Regions from separate parts of the Sus scrofa genome. Here region 2 is linked to region 1. A link is a contact called in public Hi-C data. All regions are on one chromosome and are shown on one strand. The core of a region is the stretch at or near the end of the contact, and the rest is flanking DNA. Distances in the headings are between cores, read along the strand shown.

Region 1 (3,491 bases), core at 560-3,059:
AGGAAAGCCTATTTTCTCTACCATTCCCTCATCTCTCTCTCCTGTAACAGTTCCAACAGGTGTTTCTCTAGGAGTTTTTAATTTTAAAAAGTCTTTTTGGAGTTCCCATCGTGGCACAGTGGAAACAAATCCAACTAGGAACCATGAGGTTTCAGGTTCGATCCCTGGCCTTGCTCAGTGGGTTGAGGATCGGGTGTTGCTGTGAGCCATGGTGTAGGTTGCAGACGCGGCTCGGATCCTACATTGCTGTGGCTCTGGCGTAGGCGGGCAGCTACAGCTCAGATTATAGACCCCTAGCCTGGGAACCTCCATATGCCACGGGTGTGGCCCTAAAAAGACAAAGAATAAAAATAAAAAAGTCCTTTTGCTATGTTCCCAATTATATTCTATTTGACCACCTTAAGTTCTTCGTTTACAGCAATGACACAATTTCCACTTAGATAAGGCTTTGCTATCTACAGATTAGCTGGTGTGGTCACTGGGGAGGTAGGAGGGCAGATACCACAGAGCCCACACTTTATAGAAATTCTATTCCTGATGTGTCAGACCGAATTCAAAATGACTCCTGATGTGTGTTCACATGGGAATTGTTCTTTTTCTCCCCACTGGGCAGTGCCAACAAAGAGCTGACTCATATTGTCCTGTAAGATCCAAAGCATATTATAAGTTTTTGTGCATTTATTTTTCACCACGGGGAAGAGAGGATTAGATGGATGTTGGAAATGGACTTCTTTTTCCCAGGTTGATGCTACGATCCTGGTTATACCTCTTGATATGTCTGCATATCAGCTTCCCACGGAAAAACTGCCCATAACAGGAGTCAGTCGTCAGTTGTACTACCTCACAAAGCTGATCTCCAGGGGGAATAGGAAAAAGGCTCAATGCAGCTTCTCTGACTACTTTAATAGTGCTTGGGCTTGCTTTCTGTCATGTGTCTAGGAAAAGAATAAGTACCTGAAATTTCCTTCTTTTGGAAGAGGGCAGGAAGGAGCAAAAAGTTATACCCATTTCCACCCCAAATCTAATCTCACCAGCAGGTGGTGCTGTGACAAAAGCAATCTGCAGAAACCACAGCGGACCAGTTGGTGTCCCGATTCCTGAGACTGCCTTCTGCAAAATCAGGATCCTGTGGGCAACACGTGGCAGCCCCTGGCTGACCCAACACCAGACAATTTCCAGGGTCCTCAGCAGGGAATGCTGAGTCTATCAGCAAGGCCACGAGCCTTCTCAGAGCCTCTGAGTTTCCGCTCCAACCTCCCACCCTGCCCTCTCCCAGTTAAATTCACTGGCTCTCCCAGCAGGAAAGAGAGAACGCTGTAGGTGGATGCCCTTCGCCCTCATACTCACCTTGGAGAGCCCACGGCTTTGAGGATCTTCAAATATTAAGCACAACAGTTTTATAAGCAATTCTACATTCTTAGACGCTGCCTTGATGAAAGTGAAGAGGAGCTCCTCAGGAAACAGCTGGGAGGCTTCGAGGCAAAAGCAAGCAGGCCTATTTGGTGGATCTCTGTCTCTTTAGCTACTTAATATGTGTTCATCTGTTCCTTTTCATCCACATGCCTGTTTACTCCAAGCTCCCAAAGGGCGGTTCCTTATCTCCATAGAACCTTCTGTGCGGCATGTGCTCAATGTGACTGAATGATATAACCACCTGAGAAGCCAGCACTGACCGAACTGATGGCCTTAGGAAAACACCAATGCCAAGCTCGAGCCCTTCTCCCAATCAGCTACATGGGACTTGTGGGCACAAGCAGTTGCCGTGGGGCCTATTGTGAGCTCCTCAGTTGGCCACACTCCGGGCAGAAATGCTGACTCCTCTGCAAGTGGGCTGCAGCGGAATCAGGTCCACACTGGCAGTCTGCATAGGCCCTGCATGTGCCAACAGGGGAGCCCTCCCCTTGAGAGATTTAAGAACTGAGGACATCAGAGAGCCAGGCCAGAGGTGCAGTGACCATGGCACTGGGGTGAAAACCCAGAGCCCTCCAAGTCTGCACTGATATTGAGGAGGTGATTTTGCTCCTGGTCTAGAGCAGAGAGCTCTGCCTGGGTTTTGGCACACTTGTCTTTTGGTCACTAGGCCCCTTCCGGGGCTGAGATAAGCTCAGTCTTCCAAAGCCTAGTGGTTTTCAAAGTGCATACTGTACAAGCAGCCTGACATGTAATGAAGAAAGGACATCACCAAGACAAGGTTGGTCCATCGATCTGGCCACCCAGTGAAGGGACAGACAGCCCATTACCGAGTCTACAAGAAAGACCAACTGCCATGTCTTGTCACTCAACCAGCCAGGTACCAGTTGAGGGGGCAGACTGAAAGAAGCTGGTCCACACAAGACAGAAGACCAACAGCATCTTCAACACATGGTTCCCAAGATGCAGGGTGGGGTGAGGGGTGCAGTGCTACAGTCTGTAAATGGGGCCAGTATGTCAACTAGGAATACAGGATTTTCTAGTGGACCCCACTACACAGACATTATTTCTACTAGGGGTAGAGAGTGAGGCAACTGGCTCCTGATTTTCATGGTTCGAATATAGATCTATAAATCTGTTCACATGATTGAGGGACCCCTGAGAGAACTGGGGACAAACTTGGCTTTGTGGGAGAAGTTTTCCAGGAATCTCCTCTATGCAACTTCTGTCTGCTCCCTGCTAACATCTATCCTACACAATAATGACAAGAAATAGGTTGTAAAATCAGCTATGCATAATGTTAACCATAGGGTTTTTTCACTACCTTCTTTCAATGTCAGTTAACCTAATGGGTGTCTTCCCTCCAAAAAAAAGAAAAGTCAGTTATGTGCTAACCCCAAAGTTCCATGCATTCACTCCCAACCCAAGCTGTGATCATCTGCAAGACACATCTGGCTCCTGAGACAAAAGCAGATGGGTCCAGTACTTGTAAATTTTATATTTATTATAACAAAAATTATGACATGTTCATTTGTGCATTCTGCCATAATATAACTCTTGGTATGTAAATGATCTAACTGAACTCTATACAATCATGCTGATTGTGGTGGCAGTAAGGAACACAGTTAAAAAGTGTCTGCAAAAGTCAAAAGGCTGGGTGGGAACAGGAAAGGAAGAAAAAAGGTGCAGAGGCCTCTCAGGTACAGGTTCCTTTCCAGTGGTGTAGGATCCACCTTATTTGAACAGCAATGCTCTTAGCTGCTCAGGCTCATCATTTAAAGAACTAAAAAGGTGGGGGTCGAGGTGGGTGTGGGCAGGAGGGTGCACCAGAGGGGGAGGAAGGAAGTCAGTTGTTTAGGCTGTGTCCCTTATGCCAAAACTACAAAACATCTGAAGCATCACTATACAACACTGAGCTATTTACAATAGAAATTTCTCAATCAACTGTTCTCTCAGAGAAAATTAGTGAATCCCAGTGACTTAAGTCACCTGACAGAGTAAAGCAACTCCTAGGAGTTAGTCTCCATATTCTACAAATGTCTATCATTTTCAAGACAAAAAAAAAAAAAAAGCCTCCCCCC
Region 2 (3,491 bases), core at 314-2,813, 680 kb after region 1:
AGCCATAAGAAATGCTTATAAATAAATGATGAATGAGGTAGATGATTACTGTACACTGCTAAAAATGACTATAACAAGGGAAAAAAAGTTAATTCCTAACTTAATGTAGAGAAGAAGGCCTGTGAGCTGGTGAGCTGCAGATACACTGCAGGTAGATAGAATTTGCCCGCCCTCCACCCTAGGCTTCCTAAAATTCTGGAAACCTACTGAAATTACGGAACTGAAATGGAATTAAATTGAGTTTATTTAAACAGAAAAAATTTTACCAGCAAAAAACCTAACTTTTAAGTAAGTCATCCTAAAGACAAAAGGTCTTCAAGTGGATCTGACTTTAAGGGCTAGCAACATTTCCTATTCTTTTCCCTCTTGATTCTGAGTCAAATAATTACTGCGAACAATTAAAGGAACACTTTTTCCTGGTAGTGGTGATTCAGGAGATTGTCGAAAATGGAAAAATGATTAAAGCGATAAACCAGGTTGCAAAGAAGTCTTTCTGGAGTCACGTAAAGCCAGTGAACTGGAAACTCTGGATAATTAATAGATACACACCAAGAGCGGAGCCAGGAGCAGGTGCAAGTCCAGCCAAGAGTTGGAGGCGGGCAGAGAACAGTCACTGCCATATCCTTTTGCTTCCACCACGAAAGACTACCCCCAACCCGAACCGTCTCTCTCTGAAACGTCCCTAATACTCAGTACCCGCCCAGAGGTACCCCCTCCTCCACAAGAACCTCTTACAATCCCAACTGCCCAGACAAGAGGCAGGCTGCTTTCACTTACTGAGCTGTCCCCCACCCGATGTCGTACTCGGCTCCCGACCTCCTGCGCCTCCAATGCCAGCTGCTCCAGGGATTCCCGGCGCCCCCATCCCAGGCGGGGTCCCACTCTGCCTCTCGAAGTTACCAGGATTGGAGAAGTAGTCGCGCAGCCGGGGCAGCTCGCGGCCGCTCTCCAACAGCTCCGTGTGCAGCTCCAGGGCTGTCAGCAAGTATTGATCGCGCAACAGCTGAGCCGCGATCGCATCAATTGACAATCTGGCGGGGGTCTCCCCGGTGCTCCCTAGTGTCACTGCAGTCGCTGACCCCTCCCCAGGGAGCCCTGGTCTTGCACTGCTTCCTAAGGCCACGGGATCCTGGGGCGATAGCGAGTCTGCAGAGCCAGGATCTAGGCCGCTCCCAGAACTGAGCCTAAGTCCTGCCCGCCGCTCGTCGGTCGCTGAAACCTCGTCGTCGTCCTCGTCTGAATCGCTGAGGAATGGATTCACGCCGCCGCCACCACCTCCAGGCGCCATCGCCGCCATCTTACACTGTCAGGAGTGTGGGCGCCTCCCTGTCTGGATCAGACAGGCCGCAGCCTGAATTCCAGCTAAGCTTGAGCAGGCACTGTGCACCTCCACAGCCCCGGCCTCACTAGGTCCCGCCTCCTCACCTGGAGACAAGGCCCAGGCTCGGAGGCAAATGGTCCGGATGCAGCGCAGTAGCAACAGCAGCAGCCGCTGCCTTAGCAGCAGCTGCACCAGCAGCCGGGCTCTGCAGGCGTCTTCCTGGTCCCCAGTCTCGCGAGAAATGGCGCGGGCCCTGCCCCTCTTTCTGCCCCAGCCCCGCCCCTCCCCGCCCCGCCCGTTCTCAACCCCAGCCAGCAAAGATTGGGAGCCCCGCTCCCAGCTCAGAGGCAAAGCCCCTCCCCCACTCCTATTTTATTGGCCGATGGAGGGGGGCGGGGACTGGAGTTACGGAGTACGGGCCCAAGAATTATCGCGAGAGCAGCTCTGGTCAGGTAAGTATCGGGGGCGTTCCACGATAAGGGGCAGTTATGACGGTGGCCTAGGAACGTTCTCTTGGCTTTCCTTTCGGGGACCTAGGGGAACTCTGCTACAGAGCTGGATCGGCCTTCGCGCTGAGAAGACCTCATTCCTGAGATCAGGCCTCACCTGGATAAGCCCAGGTAAAGTCAGGGGACTAGAGAGGAGAGGTGTGGTGGTTCTGAAGCTGGCCTCACGGCCTCTGACGCGCTGCTTCACTTTTCCTTAGGATACTTCGCTTTTTCTTACTGTGTGCTGCTAATGACATGTTCTCCGCAAGTGTAGCAAGTGCCCAGGGCAGGGGCAGCAGTCTGAATGTGGCTTCTGTTCCTTGCTTTCTCACCTTAGGCCTGGGGACCGCCTACTTACCACCGAGTTAGAGGTAGAGCGGTATGCGGTAGGGTGAGGGTATGGGAGGTGGAGGGAGTAAATAGAAGACAGAACTCAAAGGTTTGGTTGGGTAAAGTTATATTCCATTGAAGCAGTAAAGTATCTCCTTTAGCTCTGTGAAAAAATACAAATAGAGTATTCTTTCATATCCTTAGGGCACGTTATTGGTTCATGTAAATGTATGCCAACATTTAAATGTAGGCTTAATTTCAGTTTACCAGACTCGGTAAACTAAAATTTCATTGGAGTGAAGTTTTGGGTTTTTTGTTTTGTTTTTGGTAGAAGTGTTTTGATGTTGTTAGTAGTAAGAATTTGAAGTATTTTTTGAATAGAATATTAGCTCCTAATGTTTGAATTCTAAATTGTTGTGTGTCTGCCATATATTGAAGAAAAGCATGGGGAAAAAAATCCCAGATCTTAGGGAAATTATGTCAAAATAGGCTACGCGCTGTCCTGTTACATATTTCTTAGCAAAAAAGATTGCTGATCCTCATTGTAACTAAGTTTGTCAGAGAGATTGAAAATGGAACCAATGTAATGGAGGAATGGTAGGGATTAGGGAATGTCATGGAAAGGGCATGATTAGAAATGGATTGGCTATATACAGCATTTCCATGTCTGTAATGCGGCATTTTAGAAATCTTTTGTATTTAAGGTCCCTGCACTTAGAGTCCTCCCTTCAAGGATTATGCTTATTGAGCTGAAGAGCCTAAAGCTCATATCCCAGTTTTGGCAATTATTTGCTGTGAGACTTTAAAATTAGAGTTCCTTAATTCTCTCAGCTTCATCTGTCAAGGGGATACTCTGAAAGTTCACAGAATTAGGAATATGCTTGTCACAGTACCTGGTGCCTAGTATACAATAAATCTGTCGTTATAGTCAGTTATCAATTAATGTAATATTAGTATATATTGTGAATATTTGACAGGTTTTTAAAAATAAAGCAAAGCAAACCCAATGTCAAGTGTTTAGTAACTACAGCCAGAAAAAGCAGTCAAGTTAGTAGGCCCCAAAGGGACTATCTTTAATATAGGGTCTGATTTCTAGAATGAAAGTTGAAAATAGATTTAAAATGTATTTCCTCAGAGAGTTGTCAAAAGTTGTATGTAGAAGTTCTTCCATGATTGACTTCCTAAAACACATCAGTAGTTTCCTGAGTCTATTTTGTATCCTATAATCATGGACTTGTTTACCTTCCAACCCCATAACAAATCAACTGGCCATACTTCTCAGTAAGTACTTTTCTTTTCCACAGTACATAGAGGTTTACTTATCAATTTAAAATGTTTAAGAAATAGCCCAT

Evidence for each region. Hi-C and Micro-C count contacts between places; a contact is called where the count stands out from the background.
Region 2: a Hi-C map of retroperitoneal adipose tissue shows a contact between it and region 1, with 1.9 times the contacts expected there. The contact joins the promoter of KIAA1468 here to the enhancer-like site in region 1. A contact is called at or near these places in 5 of 47 Hi-C or Micro-C datasets (embryonic fibroblasts, fetal skeletal muscle, heart right ventricle and 2 more).

What each region holds. Positions count from the first base shown.
Region 1 is chr1:158,639,917-158,643,407 of Sscrofa11.1, forward strand. PHLPP1 (PH domain leucine-rich repeat-containing protein phosphatase 1) reads right to left here. Exons shown (of 17, transcript XM_021099624.1): 17 at 2,894-3,491. Among named protein-coding and RNA genes, the nearest start is that of PHLPP1, 220 kb to the right of the region's middle. Within about 2 kb of position 1,810, at least 11 of the 83 cell types and tissues checked have an H3K27ac peak or open chromatin away from gene starts, as enhancers often do. A contact at or near this core is called in retroperitoneal adipose tissue, where this site is marked.
Region 2 is chr1:159,316,112-159,319,602 of Sscrofa11.1, forward strand. KIAA1468 (lisH domain and HEAT repeat-containing protein KIAA1468 homolog) reads right to left here and starts at 1,564. Exons shown (of 29, transcript XM_005654481.3): 1 at 778-1,564. The coding sequence starts at 1,297. It overlaps PIGN (GPI ethanolamine phosphate transferase 1), which reads left to right and starts at 1,623. Exons shown (of 28, transcript XM_021099782.1): 1 at 1,623-1,773.